Regions from separate parts of the Mus musculus genome. Here regions 2, 3 and 4 are each linked to region 1. A link is a contact called in public promoter capture Hi-C data. All regions are on one chromosome and are shown on one strand. The core of a region is the stretch at or near the end of the contact, and the rest is flanking DNA. Distances in the headings are between cores, read along the strand shown. Region 1 holds the start of Btn2a2 (butyrophilin, subfamily 2, member A2). Region 2 overlaps Gm32525 (a long non-coding RNA gene). Region 3 holds the start of Pgbd1 (piggyBac transposable element derived 1). Region 4 holds the start of Zkscan4 (zinc finger with KRAB and SCAN domains 4).

The links. Promoter capture Hi-C pulls out the DNA fragments that hold promoters and counts their contacts.
Region 2: a promoter capture Hi-C map of pre-B cells shows a contact between it and region 1, with 7 times the contacts expected there. The contact joins the enhancer-like site here to the promoter of Btn2a2 in region 1. A contact is called at or near these places in 7 of 39 promoter capture datasets (cranial neural crest, frontonasal cranial neural crest, hematopoietic stem and progenitor cells and 4 more), 1 of 115 datasets of contacts at active chromatin or transcription factors (embryonic stem cells) and 1 of 9 other capture datasets (adipose tissue).
Region 3: a contact with region 1 is called in a promoter capture Hi-C map of neutrophils, with 4 times the contacts expected there. The contact joins the promoter of Pgbd1 here to the promoter of Btn2a2 in region 1. A contact is called at or near these places in 9 of 39 promoter capture datasets (cranial neural crest, frontonasal cranial neural crest, hematopoietic stem and progenitor cells and 6 more) and 1 of 9 other capture datasets (liver).
Region 4: a contact with region 1 is called in a promoter capture Hi-C map of neutrophils, with 2.8 times the contacts expected there. The contact joins the promoter of Zkscan4 here to the promoter of Btn2a2 in region 1. A contact is called at or near these places in 6 of 39 promoter capture datasets (cranial neural crest, hippocampal neurons, liver and 3 more) and 1 of 9 other capture datasets (adipose tissue).

The regions. Positions count from the first base shown.
Region 1 is chr13:23,486,731-23,490,439 of GRCm38.p6, reverse strand. Btn2a2 (butyrophilin, subfamily 2, member A2) reads left to right here and starts at 1,583. Exons shown (of 8, transcript NM_175938.3): 1 at 1,583-1,804; 2 at 2,478-2,607. The coding sequence starts at 2,523.
Region 2 is chr13:21,235,575-21,239,283 of GRCm38.p6, reverse strand. All of the region lies in intron 1 of Gm32525 (a long non-coding RNA gene), which reads left to right. Among named protein-coding and RNA genes, the nearest start is that of n-TAagc17, 3.4 kb to the right of the region's middle. Within about 2 kb of position 1,958, at least 6 of the 459 cell types and tissues checked have an H3K27ac peak or open chromatin away from gene starts, as enhancers often do. A contact at or near this core is called in second pharyngeal arch cranial neural crest, where this site is marked.
Region 3 is chr13:21,439,083-21,442,791 of GRCm38.p6, reverse strand. It overlaps Pgbd1 (piggyBac transposable element derived 1), which reads left to right and starts at 1,739. Exons shown (of 5, transcript NM_001162920.1): 1 at 1,739-2,032. Zscan26 (zinc finger and SCAN domain containing 26) reads left to right here. Exons shown (of 6, transcript NM_001347491.1): 6 at 1-612. It overlaps 4930470G03Rik (RIKEN cDNA 4930470G03 gene), which reads right to left and starts at 2,321. Exons shown (of 4, transcript NR_151504.1): 1 at 1,291-2,321; 2 at 1,011-1,156.
Region 4 is chr13:21,476,728-21,480,436 of GRCm38.p6, reverse strand. Zkscan4 (zinc finger with KRAB and SCAN domains 4) reads right to left here and starts at 1,588. Exons shown (of 3, transcript NM_001039115.2): 1 at 928-1,588. The coding sequence starts at 1,344. It overlaps Gm40828 (a long non-coding RNA gene), which reads left to right and starts at 1,612. Exons shown (of 2, transcript XR_873159.3): 1 at 1,612-1,834; 2 at 2,214-2,820.

The sequences.
Region 1 (3,709 bases), core at 334-2,833:
TCCTGAGGCAGGTTTTCCTGTCCAGATGATAGCCAGGCATTCTTGGATTAGCTCTTTTGGGACAGGGTCTTACTAGCCATGGCTGATGTCAAACTCACAGGCCTGTCTCTACCTCTGCATGCTGGAATTAAAGGCATGGAATTAAAGTCACGCCTAGCTTGATTAACTCTTAAGGGAGTAGACAGTGCTAAGACTTTGTTCTTTAGTTTTAAAAAGTCTCCCATGGGCTGGAGCTATACTCAGTGGTTAAAACTACTTAGTGCTTTTCCAGAGGCCCGGGGGTTTTACTCCCAGCACCCACAGCATTGAGTGCAACTGAGTTGCAGGGGATTTCATGTCCTTTTCTGCCCCCCCCCCCCCCCCGCCAAGACAACCTCACACATGTGGCACATACTCACACATATAAAATACATAAAATAAGATCATTTAAAAAGAAAGCCTCTGCTCAAACATACATGATCCTTCTAGAAGTTCAAAATGTCAGGTTCAACAAGGGCCAGAGACACCATTCAAATGCCCTTTTTAAAAAACAGTCATCAAAGTCCTGTTTTAATTCCTGTTTTTAAGAGCTGTTGTTTATGAGACAGGGAGATTCAGTGACCTCTAAGCTTGCTGTGACCACACTAGATACCTTACAACCATTTAGGAAATAGGCATCAACTTGATCTGGCTGCTTCTAACTGAAAAGAGTTTTGCCTCTTGATGACTCTTAGGTCTCTGAAGACAATCAAAAGAATCCTCATAGATCGTGACAGACTGCTGAAAAACCAGCCAAGGGTAGTCTACTCCAAGGGAGAAGAAACAGAATTGAGACAGCAGACCAATACATGGTCTGAAGGGAGTGAGGTCGTTACTGAGATCATAGCAAGTGTAACCCATTTCTACTGCTCAGTCTGAGTCTTGCTCTCCACCAACACCTTTTCCTTTTTCGGATTTTGAGATAGAGTTTCTCTGTGTAGCCCTGGCAGTCCTGGAACTCACTCTGTAGACCAGGCTGGCCTTGAACTGGCCTCTGGAAAAGCACTAAGTAGTTTTAACCACTGAGTATAGCTCCAGCCCATGGGAGACTTTTTAAAACTAAAGAACAAAGTCTTAGCACTGTCTACTCCCTTAAGAGTTAATCAAGCTAGGCGTGACTTTAATTCCATGCCTTTAATTCCAGCATGCAGAGGTAGAGACAGGCCTGTGAGTTTGACATCAGCCATGGCTAGTAAGACCCTGTCCCAAAAGAGTTAATCCAAGAGTTTGAGTGCTGGGATTAAAGGTGTGAGTCAGCACACCCGGATTGCATCTGGCTCCCTTACTCCCTTCTTCACACACACTTCAACACACAGGGATGAGGCCTCTGGACACCAAGCCCAACTCTAGGACCTCTCAAGTGGGAAGAAGAAGGGAAGAAAGGAGCGCATGAAAGGGAAGCAATAAGAGGGAAGGGAAGAAAGGGGCACAAGGGAAAGGAAGACAGGAGGGAGAAAGGATTGTTTCTGTGTATGCTACCTAGTAACAAGTGACTGCTAGACATAGGAATACTATTGGCTGATGACTTAAGGCAGGCCAATCCCGGGCTCTGAACTGCTTAGTGGAAATTGTGAGACTTGCACGCGGAATGGGTCCTCCGAGGTCTGCTGTCGCGAGTCCCAGCACTTTGCAAGTAATGGAGAACAGAAAATTCTTTCCTCTCTACTGTAGCAGTTTGTTCTCTGGTGGCGACTGTGCTCAGCGACAAGTTGGAGAGTAGAGAAAAGGCAAGATAATCAGCATTTGAGGGTCAGAGAAGAAAAGAAAACGCAGTTAATTCTAGAAGGTAGGGGAGGGGATGGGGAGCGCTCTGAGTCCTAGCAGGGGCTGTAGGAATAGGGGGTGGGGGTAGGGTGTCACAACACAGGCTGCTGGGAGGGAAAAGCCAGATCTTTGACTCTGGAAAGAATACCTGGGGGGGGGGGGGTAGTCTCACCTACCTAGTTTTACCTGAGGTTCACCAGGAGGAGGGAGTACAGGGAAGGCGAGGGGGGAGGGGAGGAGGAAGGAAAGAAGGCTTGGGACGAGGGAAGGAGGAAAGAGGAGGAAGAACTGGGTAGAGAAGTAGGAGAAAGACCCGGAGGTTGAGGAAGAGGGAAGGGGCTGGAGAGAGAGAACAAGGGAAGGAGGAGGAAGAGGAGGGAGTGGGGGAGGAGGAGGAGGAGGAAAGCCCAAGAAGAAAGAAAGAGGAGGAGGGAGGGGGAGGAATATCAAATGACAGCTGAAGAAACTGGACTCTGGAAAGACAACTGAGCCTAAGACAACAGAAAACTGCCTGCCTGGTGCTTATGTTGTTTGTTTAATAGAATGTTTGGTGAATCCAACTATTAAGGTATAACCAGTTCCATAGGGCAAGAGTCCATCTAAGGCAGAAGTCTGAGTGCTCATGAGACCAGCATAGGGACAAAAAGGTGTCATGTACATGAGAACCGTGGGTGATTTATCCTCTGTACTTCTAGGTTTTCTGTCCACACGTGACCTAGGTGACTCTGTCCTGAAGACCTATGGAGCCTACAACTTCCCTGCGTTCTTGCCCGATAGCCTCCCTTCTCTTCTTCTTGGTCCTCAGCCTGTTTGTGCTGGTCTCAGGTACAGTTGTAGGCTTCTTGCTCCTCTCAGTTTTTCAGAAAGCAATGGCCACAGTTCTCCTGATAGACAGAGACAGGAATAGGGACTGCAGCTGTGTTGGCTCATCTTTCTGAATGAGGACACTGGATTTATCCCAATTTTGTCCTACAGAAATATAGCTAGAGCATCAAAGGAGATCTGTAAATGTCCAAGTGGCAACATTCAAAGGAGTTAAAAATAGATGACGTAGATTTGAATGATATATTTTGTTTAACACCACATAATCAAATATTAATATAAATGCCTTGCCAGGTGTGGAGGTACACACCTATAAACTTAAGAGGCTGAGACAAGACTGCCAGGAATTCAAGGTCTGCCAGGGGTACATAATAAGATGCTATCTCAGGAAACAAAACAAGGGGGCTAGGAATGTGGCTCACTCGGTAGAGTGCTTGCCTAGCATGCACAGGCTGTGGTTGGAATCCTGGGTCTGTGCCACACTCAGGCATTGTACTGAAGAACAAGTCTCTCTGAGCATTGGATCTATACTTTATGCTCAGGGTGACTATTTTGTTTTTGTTCATGGCTGGGCTTGAACTTGCTATAAAGCTGAAGATAACTTTGAAGAGCTGATCTTCCAGCCTCCATCTCCTCAGTGTCGGGATCGTGGGTGTGCACCACACGCATGGGTAGTGTTTTGTTCCTGAAATATTTGGGGGATTGTTCCCAGAAATGCTGCCCACCAACCACAGCTACCAGCCTACTAGGAAGCCCCTGTGGCCTTTCATTTCTGTTGCTGTGATAAATACGCTCTCAAAAAGCAACGTAGGAAAGGGAAGTGTTTAATTAGGTACAAATGCAAGCCACAGTCCATCACTGCGGGAAGTCAAGATAGGAATTTGAAGGCAGGACTGCTTGCTATCCCACACAGCGTTACCTCCAACCAAGGAACTAACTTTATTGCCAAAGAAGTGTAGAATACGCCATGGAAGATACTGCTTGTTGGCTTCTAACAGACTCTCAAGTAGGTCAGGACCCCCTGCCTAGGGAATGGTGTGGGTGGCCTTAACATTGTTGCAATTAACAACTAAGACAATCTCCCACAAAGATGCCCACAGGCCAG
Region 2 (3,709 bases), core at 709-3,208, 2.3 Mb after region 1:
AAGTGAAATGGTGAGGCCCTACTGACTGGGCACCCGCCTCACCACAATAACAGTGGCATGATTCAGCCTGCCAAGGGTGTAGGGACAGAGCTAAAGACTTCTTTTACAAGCAAAGGACCTTTGATAGAGCTCTGGTTTTTGGCTTGGAAGAGCCTTTGTGAAAGTGTAAGACCCCCCGAAGTTGGGCCTCCGCTCAAGTCCTGGGATGAGCTGCCCAGCACCCCAATGACTTGAGAGAAAACCACACCTGATGCAAACTGCAAGAGGTTTTATTATCAGCTAGCTGAGGACGAAGTCCTTCTGCAGTGCAGGGCAGGGAAGTTGGACTCCAAGTTGCAACAGTAGGGGGGCTTTTAACAGCTAGCTAAGGAATTGGGAGGAGTTGGGAGGAGAGTTGGGAGGAGTTGGGAAGAGTTGGGAGGAGTGTTCTTCTCTGCCTGGATGTCCTTGGTAAAATTACAATTATCGCATCTCTGGCTGTAAGGCTCAGAAACCAAAAGGCTTTTTGCTGGCTATAGAGAACAAAGAGCTTCTTTCTAGCTGTATTTTTAGAGATCAGGGAAACAAGCTTGGGGAATGACCAGGGGCTTTACCTTCTAGGGAGAAATGCTCTAAGTCGGGGTCTCACAGAAGGAGCTCCTAACAACAGATAGGGATTTTCTCTTTGGACTTGCAGGAAAACAGAGAAGCAGCTGCAGCTGCAAGGCACAGGTTACACAGTATTCTAGGAAAGAGAACCAAGGGGCCCTCTTGGGTTTGGAGGCACTCAAGAGAAAGGCAGACTAGCTCAGTAGAATGACACATAGAGACTTCTAAAGAGCTAGTAGTTTAGTTGTAGGATCGGGCTTGTAAATAGATACTTTGTATATAGTTAAGAAAATAAAGTTATCTCGGTGAGCTAGCAGGGTTTTACCTCAATTTACATCTCTGGTGTCGTGTCCTTATTGGTATAAATATTAATTTACACCCAAGTTCTCACATGGCTAGGCAAATGTTCTGACTCTAGGCCTTATCCCCCAACTCGTGTTTACCTTCCAGGGACATGGCAGAAAGAAATGAAGGAGCTGAGCTTGGAAGGCGGATACAGTCCCTGCTTCTAATCGAAAACAAAACAAAACCCCAAGAGCAGCAGATCCCCGTGGCTATTTTTCTGTTGTTATTGTTGTCGGCCAGTCCCCTTGCGTTTGTACTGGCTGTGTTGACAGTCACTCAAGCTGGTGCCAGACTCTGGGTTGAAACAGGAATGGTTGTTTACAGGAGCACATCACCAGACGCACAGTTTCACCCCAAGATGTCAAGAAGCTCCTCCTTACAACGGAGTCACAGTTCATCTTTCTTGCTGGGTGGGGTGGGGTGGGGTGGCTGAGACCTTGAGAACACACATAAGGAAGCATTTTCTTGTTTGATTCAGAAACCCCTGGTTTCCACAGCTCCTAGGGGATTTCCCAGTATCCTCTGGATGGAATCACTGGATTTTACTGCTGTGAAATATAACTCGGTAAGGGGATGCCTGGTGGGTCCATGCTAATGTGTGCCTCTGAGAAATTATGCCATGCAACAGGTCTGATATAAAGAGGGAAGGGAGGAGAATGAGATCCTGGGGAAAGGGCAGTGGCAGACAAGTGGACAGGTAGACAGGCAGATAGACCAGACCGGAGCAGAGCTATGAGGGCAGGGCGGGGTGGGGAAGGGGGTGTGCAGAGAAGGACAGAAAGGCTTCAGCCACAGAGCAGATGAACTTGCCAGCAAGTGTGAAGACAAACAAACAAAAAGCAAAAGCTCTCATCTTTCCTGTCCTTTTCTGTGAGGTGTCACCAGGAGAAGCTCAGATTTAGAGTGTATTTTCCTATCTCAAATAATCTCATCAAGAAAGTCTCCCCCGGATGTGCTCAGACGGTTGGCATTTAGTTGATTCCAGATGTGGTCACGTTAGCTACAATCCCTCCGGCTGGGAAACTAAGAGACTGTGTGTGTGTACATCATCTACTCTGACATCCGCCTAAGAGGTTCTGTGGCTCAGAGTCTGCCGCAGTTTTGTTGCTGTGATAAAACTATGACCAAAAGCAATTTAGGGAAACAGGGTTTAAGACATATTAGAAGTTAGACTCCATCATAACAGAAAGCAAGGGCAGGAACTCAAGCAGAAGCTATGTAGAAACCAGTTACTGGCTTACTCCACTTACTGTTTTGTTTTGCTTTGGTTTGGTTTGGTTTTTTTAGAGACAGGATTTCTCTGTGTAGTCCTGGCTGGCCTGGAATCCCTCTATAGACAGACCAGACTGGCCTTAAACTCAGAGTTCACTTGGCTCTGCTTCCCTAGTGCTGGGATTAAAGTCATGTGCCATCACTGCCCAGCTTCAGCTTATTTTATTATATAACCCAGGACCTTTTGCCCAGGGCTGGCACTGCAGACAATGGACTGGGCCCTCCCACATCAATCATTAATCAAGAAAGTGCCCCCAGCGACTTGCCTACAGCCAGTCTGATAGAGGCAATTCCTCAACTGAGAGTTCCTGCTTCCCAAGTCGCTTTTCTGTCAACTTAAAAAAACCTAACCACTACAAGGTCCAAATTGTGTAGGTTTAAAATAAACATTTTGTATCATGTGTTTGTGTACAGGAAATGAAAACCAGTCAGGGAACTGAGTGTTTCTGTGTGGGACATTCAGGAGCCTGCACTCAGGCCCTGGGCATCGCCCAACCCATCTCAAAGGTAGTATTCAAGGTCCTTCCAGAACCATCTTGTTGTAGTCTTTGGGCCCCCATTCCTGGCTTAATTTCTTCTTATCACTGGGTGTAAGGAGGCACTTGTGACTTCAGATCATGGAACCAGGCACCGTGGGAGACTTTAGTCAGTAGAGCTTGAATTGGGATGGGTAATATTGGAAATGCCTTTGAAAAAGAATACAGCACAGCATTTTGAATGTTAGGATAGCCTTAAGGACATTTACATCCACACAACTTCCACCCCTCACAGGGAAGCAGTAGGCCTCACACAGCCATAACCCTTTCCTTTCAAGACTGTCTAAGGCTTGAGCTAGAGTGGGGCTTAGTGGTACCTAGAGGGTCTGAGTACCACAAACAAACTGTTAACTGAAATTACAAAAACTTCTCAACCTCTCATTTCTCCTGGAAAAAGCAAAACAAAAAAGATGAGGCTGTTGAAGGATAGTCTTAAAATAAACAGAACTGGGTAACTGTGTCTCATTGGGATCAAAATTCAGTTGGGCACAATGGTATGTATTATCCTCAGGCAGACCTGTGGGCCCTATTTTTAAATCTATTTTATTGGGTTCTTATACCTACCACCCTTCCATGCCTTATTCTACCCTAATTCCTTCCAACCTCCCAACACTAGGTAGAAGAGGAAAGTTAGAGGAAAAAGTGGGTGTAGACCTCTTTAGACTACTTCCTGCTAATTAGAGTCATTGGAGTTCCTTGAGGCAAGTCCAATCTTCATGTCAGGATATCTCCAACTTCTTGTCTCTTTGTTCACAACCATTTGGCAGACTACAACAAGAGGAGGAGGAGCAGCCTTCTTGAATCGCCAAGGTCCCTCTCTGGCATTTATCCCCTCTCCACAGTCCCCAGAATTCCAAATGTAAACTGTTTCCACCTAGCAACAATTATGCCCCTACTAGAGCATGAGACAGATCATAATCACCTGCTTTGAAGCAGCCTCTTATCCCACACCTGGGATTAAAACAAAA
Region 3 (3,709 bases), core at 490-2,989, 2.0 Mb after region 1:
ATGTGATAGTTGCAACTTCAGCAGTCATATGGCCTTAAAAACTGATGGCATGGACCAAGGTTAGGTCCTCAACACCACCCAAAATAACAGTGTTAGCGTGTGATCAGTCTCCTTCATGTTTAACTCCGATCCACACCAAACGTGCATGTAACAGGCATTGTAACCCTTGTAATTCCTAAGCCTCAGAAGAAACACAGTCTTAGAACATGCTTTACATCTCTACTGTGGAACATCCTTTTATGCATCACTGTTTGTGTGAAAGTGATGTTCCTTTTCTGGCCTTTCTCTTAGCTTCTCCTTTTACTTCCAAACAGCATGGCCCTTAAAAATTAGAGAACTATCAAAATTTTAAATGCACATTATTCTTCGTCAGTTTGTGTGTGTAATATTTACTCAACAAATATATTTAAAGCAACATAAAAACATAATTATTGATAGTGTAAAGAGAATACTTTTCTATGGAAATAATGATATTGACAGTATTGTAAACAGTCTGTAAAGTGTTAATAAAGTTTCAAAGTAATTTTTGAATAAAATTAAAGCTATAAAAAGAAAGTAAAGATTTTTAAATGGTGTTTCCTACAGCATTACTTAATAAAGAATATAACTAAACCTGCATTATTGAGGATAGTTAAGTAAATTATTGTACCCTATACAACGGAATATTGTTGGGATGTTTATGCTTATGGGTCTGGGAGAGGCTCGGTTGGTAAAATGCCTATGACAGTGGTAGGGATGGTAGTATAGAGCTATAATCCCCCTGGGGGTGGGGGATCCCCAGAGCTTGCTGGCAGCCAATGTAGCTGCATCAGTGAGCCCCAAGATTCAGTAAGAGACCTTGTCTAAAAAATAAAGTTGAAGAGTTATAGAGAAAAGCCTCAGGAATCGACCTCTGGCCTCCATACCCACATGCACATGTGGATGTTCATAAACACTCAAAACAACAATATTTTTCAGCTGCTATAGAAAAAGGATTGCTGTCTTAGCCAAATAATAAAGTGCAAACTTACATTTTGATTTCCGTAAGTGCTTCAAAAGCTATTATTCTCGATGAACAAAACGTTCCCAAATGTCCTGAGAATTTATAAGACATCTCTAGGAAGGTTGTGGTGGTAGATCCGCCAGTAAGTGCTTGCCAACACACCTGAGTTCAATCCTTGAGACCCACAAAGCAAGAGAGCTCCAAGTTGTCATATGATCTCCCAGTCGAATACACAGGAAGTAAATATGGTTAACTTTTGAATTCAAGCTACCTGGGATTTTGCACGCATATAAAATCTGTATACTCACCTTAGGGCTTTGTTGGGTATTTACCCAACTGACTGTCCGCACAAGACCCTGTAAAGGCCAACTCAGCTTTGTCTTTATGGAAGACAGTCTAGGAAAATTTTTCTTTTGTGGTGCTGGGGACCGAACCCAGTAAGTATGTCAAGCAAGAGCGCTCCCTCAGGTACATCCTACAGGGTTTTTTGGTTTTTTTTTTTTTTTTTTTTGTTGTTGTTGTTGTTGAAATGATTTACGGAAATGAGCGCGTGTTTGGTTTCTTCGAAACTACCAGGAGAGGTGCGGGTCAGGAAAACCACGACCTGGCTCCACCGGTGCACCAGAGATTGTCACCAGGCTTCTAAGGAGCACAACGCTTGCCGGAAGTTGCCAGTGAGTCTCCAGCTCCAACTACAGGAAGTGCCCCCTCGGTGCCCAGCTCCGTCTGCAGGAAGTGCCCCCTGTCCTTCATCCCTTTGGACTCCTTCCCGCCGACCTTCATCGTCGCGGGCTCGGAGACTAACAGCAAGAACCGCCAGGCTGTGGCGCTCTGGCCTCTTGGCTCTGGTCGCAGGCTTTTTTCATGAGCTTCGGCACATCCTCACGTCCTCGTAGCACACGTTCCCTAAACTTTTAAGCAGCAAATAGACACCCTTAGCTGCTGGGCGCTGGCGTATATAATTTTAGCGTAGATCTGGGCAGGTTAGAGCCCTGGCGAAGGCACTACAGGTACATCTATTACGTTCGTCCGGTCTTTGTTGGGTATCAGGTACGTGCTGCGATTCTAGTTTATGTAGAGGTCTGCCAGGAGCAGGGGTGGCTGTGCAGTGATCTGCAATAGAAGCTGGAGAACGGAGTACGTGCACCCAGAGGTGCACACCCGGTTGCCACCTGTGTGGCTCAGTTTTCCCATTCCTATTTTAGGTTCGAGGGTAGCCACGATAGATTATGCAGGTACAGAGCAGGTCTTGTGTCAGTAGGAATTTACATTGGAAGGATAGACCAATACAGAGCAGGAAAAAAAACTGTCACCCTGAATTCGAGGAACTGGGAAGTCCATGGTTTTTTTAGTAGGTAGGAACTAACTTCTTTTATTCTAGGATTAACTTTACTCATGGAAAATAATTAGGTGCTTAATATACTTGGTGGTAAACTAAACGGGAGACGCAGGTAAGATTGGATTCTGGGAGTTTGAAGTTAGCCCAAGGAGAAGTTTCTGATGGTTGCCATGGTTTTGTACGTGCGTGTGCGTGTGCGTGTGCGTGTGTGTGTGTGTGTGTAATGGCAGTCTGACCTCAAAGGACGCTAGAAGTTTGTCCTCACCAGCAAGCAAGCAAAGTTTCCTCTCTGAACACCGTTTGCAGCTCTCTAATTCGGTGCAGATGGATGGTTCCTATATGCTGTGTATACAAGACACAAGACTGGTTCCCACTTTCAACATCAGTTCTAAGTTCCACTTTATTTTACCTATGCTTCTGACCCACTGGCTGGAAATCAGGGTTTTTACTAACTGCTCCCAGAGCTCAGATCCCACAGAACTCAGGAAACATGCTTACTGACGTGTTACAAAGCGTATTGCAAAGGATTCAGGTGAAGCAGGGATAGATATCCCTGTGTTTACGAATAAGGGGTGTGGTACTTCTATGCCCTCTGTGGAGGCATCAGTCTCCAACTGTTTGGAAGCTCCACATCCTGCCTTTTGAATTTTGATGGAGACATTATTATATAGACCTAGTTAATTGAATAACTGTTCGGTGGTCATCCATTTAACTTACAGCTTATCCCATCCAAAGGAGTTTTATTTTGTTTTGTTTTGTTTGTTTTTAAAGCAACATGGCTCTAAGAACACCCACACTATTATGTAACCACCACAATGAATTGAGATCTGCAAGCTAACTCAGGGGTTATTCCTGGATAGTAAACATTTCTAGATGCTATAGAAGAGCTACTGTATTCCTGGATTAATTTAGAAAACCACAAATGACAGCATTTTAGCATTGCTGTTCTTCACTTAAAATATTTTATACATCTTTCACATTAGTACATGTGCTGTTCCTTTTCATTTGTATTTAATAAATACATGTTCTGCCAGTGTATAATTCTTATATACTTTCATAGCTGGCCTCTTACTAATGAACTTCCAGCACTGTAAAATTATCCTTTATTTACCTGATTTAATTGTCTCCAAGGCTTATTACCTCAATCTGCTAACTTAGGCCTTGTCCTGAACATTTCTAGCTTCCATACAACCTAATCTAGGTCTAGAATGTTTTCAGCCTCTGAGACTTGCTGCTAACTAAGCTTACTCTTTCTAGTTCATTCTGATCTCTAGCTGGTTGGCCAATTCAGCTGTTCTGACTCAAATTCCTCCCCATGCCAACTGATTCAATCTGGCTTCTCTCCTCTTCTGAATTGCTCGGTTTGGCCTCATAATCACTTTGAAAAT
Region 4 (3,709 bases), core at 339-2,838, 2.0 Mb after region 1:
CGTGGAAGACAGGACAGAAAAATCGTAAGAATTGGGGAATGGCGACGTGTAATTCAAAAAGCTACCTTTTGGGAAAGACATGGGTACTGACCCATAAACTCACTGACAGTATGGTTACTGCACAGGATCAAAACAACACGATCAGCCAATGGGACAGCAAGTGGCACTCATGGAACTTGGTAGTTTACAAAGGGGGAGTTGTATGAAGGGGAGAAGGGGATATGTGGTGGCTGGAGGAAATTGAAGCCGAGTTGTTGGTGAATATGATGGAGACGGAGTGTTGATGTGTATGAAATTTCGAAAAAGGTTTTGTTTTGTTTTGTTTTGCTTTAGGTCAGAAGATAGAGGTAAAAAACACCCTGTTTTCTACCAAACTCTTAAACAAGGTATACAAGAATTTGGCTAGAAAAAAACTCTTAGATTCTAGGCTCTAAGAAAACTGTGGAATTCCTCTCCACTGTCAAAGGAAGAACTACATTTGTGTGTGTGTGTGTGTGTGTGTGTGTGTGTGTGTGTGTGTGTGTGTGTGTGTGTGAGAGGCATAAGCATCATATGACTGCCAGCAAGCCACGGCAGATGTTGTTTCACGTGACAAGCCAATAAAACACCTACAAAGTCATTTGTGCCTATTCCACTGCTCAAACCTGTCCTCGTGTCTTACTCACCACACAACAAGAAGTACATATGTAACCTTTCAGCACTCTGCTCGGCACATTCTACCCCAGCCTCACTAGGAACGAGTTCTTCCACAATCCTTTTATTTTCCTTTATGCGATTAACTATCCTGAGGGGCCCAGGTCAGTTCGCTGGTTGCCTCAGGTTTCCAGCATAGACAGACTTTGCGGGCTCTAAGCAATGCCTTCCTTGGATCTTGCTTGGTTTCTGAAAGGCACAGGACATGGGTCTAACTAAACCTGTTCCTTCTACCTGTGGAGGTGTGTCATCCAGCTGCCTGTCCAAGTACTCCAGCAGCGCCACCACCTCCTCCCCGCTGTCGGGGTGCTGCTCGCGCACCCAGGTCTGCAGCTCCCCTGGCAGGATGGTCAGGAACTGCTCCAGCACCAGCAGCTCCAGGATCTGCTCCTTGCTGTGCATGTCTGGCCGCAGCCACTGTCTGCAGAGCTCGCGGAGCCGGCTCAGCGCCTGCCGGGGTCCGGCTGCCTCTGGGTAGCGGAAAGCACGGAAGCGCTGGCGGGAGCGGTCAGGCCCAGGACTGCCCAGCCAACTGGTCTCCTCTGCCAAGGGGGAGGCCTCTTCCTGTTCCACTTTCACCACTAGAAGCCCAGTGCCCTCTTCTGCAGACCGAGCGTTTAGGGCTGCGGACGTTCCGGGTTCTCTAGCCATTCTGTGCCAACTCCAGGCTCCTCTAGCTACAAGCTGTATCTGCAGAAGATTCTCGCAAGATGGGAATTCAGACTAGATCTATCTCCTCCCTCCCCTCGTGCTCTGGGTCACCAAAGGCACAGCTGCAGAGGTGTCACCTACAATCCTAGTCTTCTGCACTCCACCCTAAACCCACAATATTCTCAAGGGATGCTCGGGGCAAATAAACTACATCCAGACTCTGGTGGAAGCATTGTGGGAACCCAAGCCACTTCCGGCGCCCTCTAGGATGCGCTTCTCTGTGGTTCTTTCCAAATTAACCCATTATTGTTGGGGAAAGGATTGTAGACTATGGGTAACACAGGAGTATATGTTTAAGCAGAGGAAGTAAGTTATCCGGGACCCTTGGTTCTTTCTGATCTAAAGCTTGCCTTCATAATTGTTACAGTGCTGACTCGAAAATTCAGCTGGCAAGTAGACTTTGCAGAATGGGGAATGCAGGTGGGAAAAGGTAAGAAATTTGGTATGTCTTAGAAACCGTGAAAGAAGCAGGACACTCACTTGTCTGAAGGGGCCTGTCTGTCCCTGGTCCTGTCCTCTTCCTGCTGCTCCCTTTCCTCCCACTCCAGGCCAAACTACTTGAGAGAAGAATCCTCCAGACACGGACTCAAGATCCTACTTCCCACCACTTCTTAAGACACTATAGGCAGTAAAGAGCCAGTATAGTCTACTATGGCACCTATCCAAATAACTAGAGATTTCCAGCTCTTCAGCAAAAAAGTTTGTGCATTACAAGCATCCAAACTCCCTCTATGCACTTCCAGAAACTTTCTAGTCCCCAACCCCATGGACATCCCATTCCAACTTCATTTCTTCCTGTTTCTCTACAGCCTGGCTGACACACTAACACAAAGGTTAGATGCAAGCACTCCCAAACCTGAGAAAGGTGAACTGTCATCAACTAAAAGAAACTCAATAGACCGATCTGCCAGGTGCCGTGACAAACTTTACTTCGGCCATGACTAGAACCAAACAACTGTTGTGATGGGTGAGGTGGTGCAAGCTTCCTCCATCTGATATTCTTGCTGAGGCTGTTTCGAGGTTTAACTGGAATCTGATCTTCCTGTAGAATCCCATGGAAAACTACCCAGTGCTATTCTAGGAACGGATGATCAGAATGCCCTAGCTAAATTACCTAAGCTTTGTTGAAATTGCTTATTTGTTCAGGAAACCCCTCCAGCTAAGCCTTTATCTTAGCTGCCTATTTGTGTGGAATCTCTTTGCGGCTGTCTAACTGCTTGTCTTAAATTCTTTTAAAACTGCTTGCTTTGAACTGCTTGTCCTGTGGTCTCCACTACAGCTACCGAGGGAGATGCCTTGATGAAGTCTCTGCACTCAAAAATCCCATGCTCTGGACACTGGGGGCCACATCCAGATGCACCCCCAAAACTTGGATGTGGTCCCAGCTGGCTGGAATAAAGACTTTGATTGTATATACACTGTGTCTCAGTTATCATCTCTGGTAAGCTTCCCATAACACTGTAAAAAGATACAGCTAAGACATTGGGGAAAACTAGAACTCAGGAATACTAAGCAATTATTGGAAACTTAACTGTTAGAATGGTACTATGGTTTTTATAAGATTTATTTTTATTTATGTGTTTGTGTGAATACCATATGTGTGCTAGTGCTTGCAGAAACCAGACAAGGACGTCAGGTCCCCTGGACCTGGGGCTGCAGGCAGTTGTGACTTGAACTCGGCTCCTGTCATAGTTAGGGTTTCTATTGCTGTGCTAAACACCATGACCAAAAGCAACTTGGGAAGGAACGAAGTGATTTGGCTTACAAGTTCCAATCACAGACCATTATGAAGTCAGGGCAGGAAGTGAAGCAGAATCCTTAGAGGAATGATGCTTGCTGGCTTGCTCCCTGGTTTATTTGAATTGCTCTCATGTATTTCCCAGGACTGCCTGTCCAGAGATGGCACCATGCACAGTGAGGGTTTCTTTCAACATCAATCATCAGTCAAGAAAATTCCACAGACTTGTCTATAGGCTGATCGGATAAGGTCATATTTTCAGCTGAGCTTCACTCTTCTTAGACAACTCTAGTTTTGTCAAGTCTAAAAACAAAAACAAAAACAAAAACAACTAACCAACACGGGTCCTTCAAAAGAACGGCAAATGCTCTTAACTACTAAGACATCTTTCCTGTCTCTCTGTCAGTTTTTGTAGTTATTCATTAGAACTTTATATGGAAATACTTGTACAGATGGATGAGCCAATAGAATGTCTAAGATTTGCTAAAGCAAACTTAAGGGGAAAAAAAGAAGGTACCATAAAATAACACAAACGTGATATTTGTTGAAGCTGGGTGAGCGGCATAT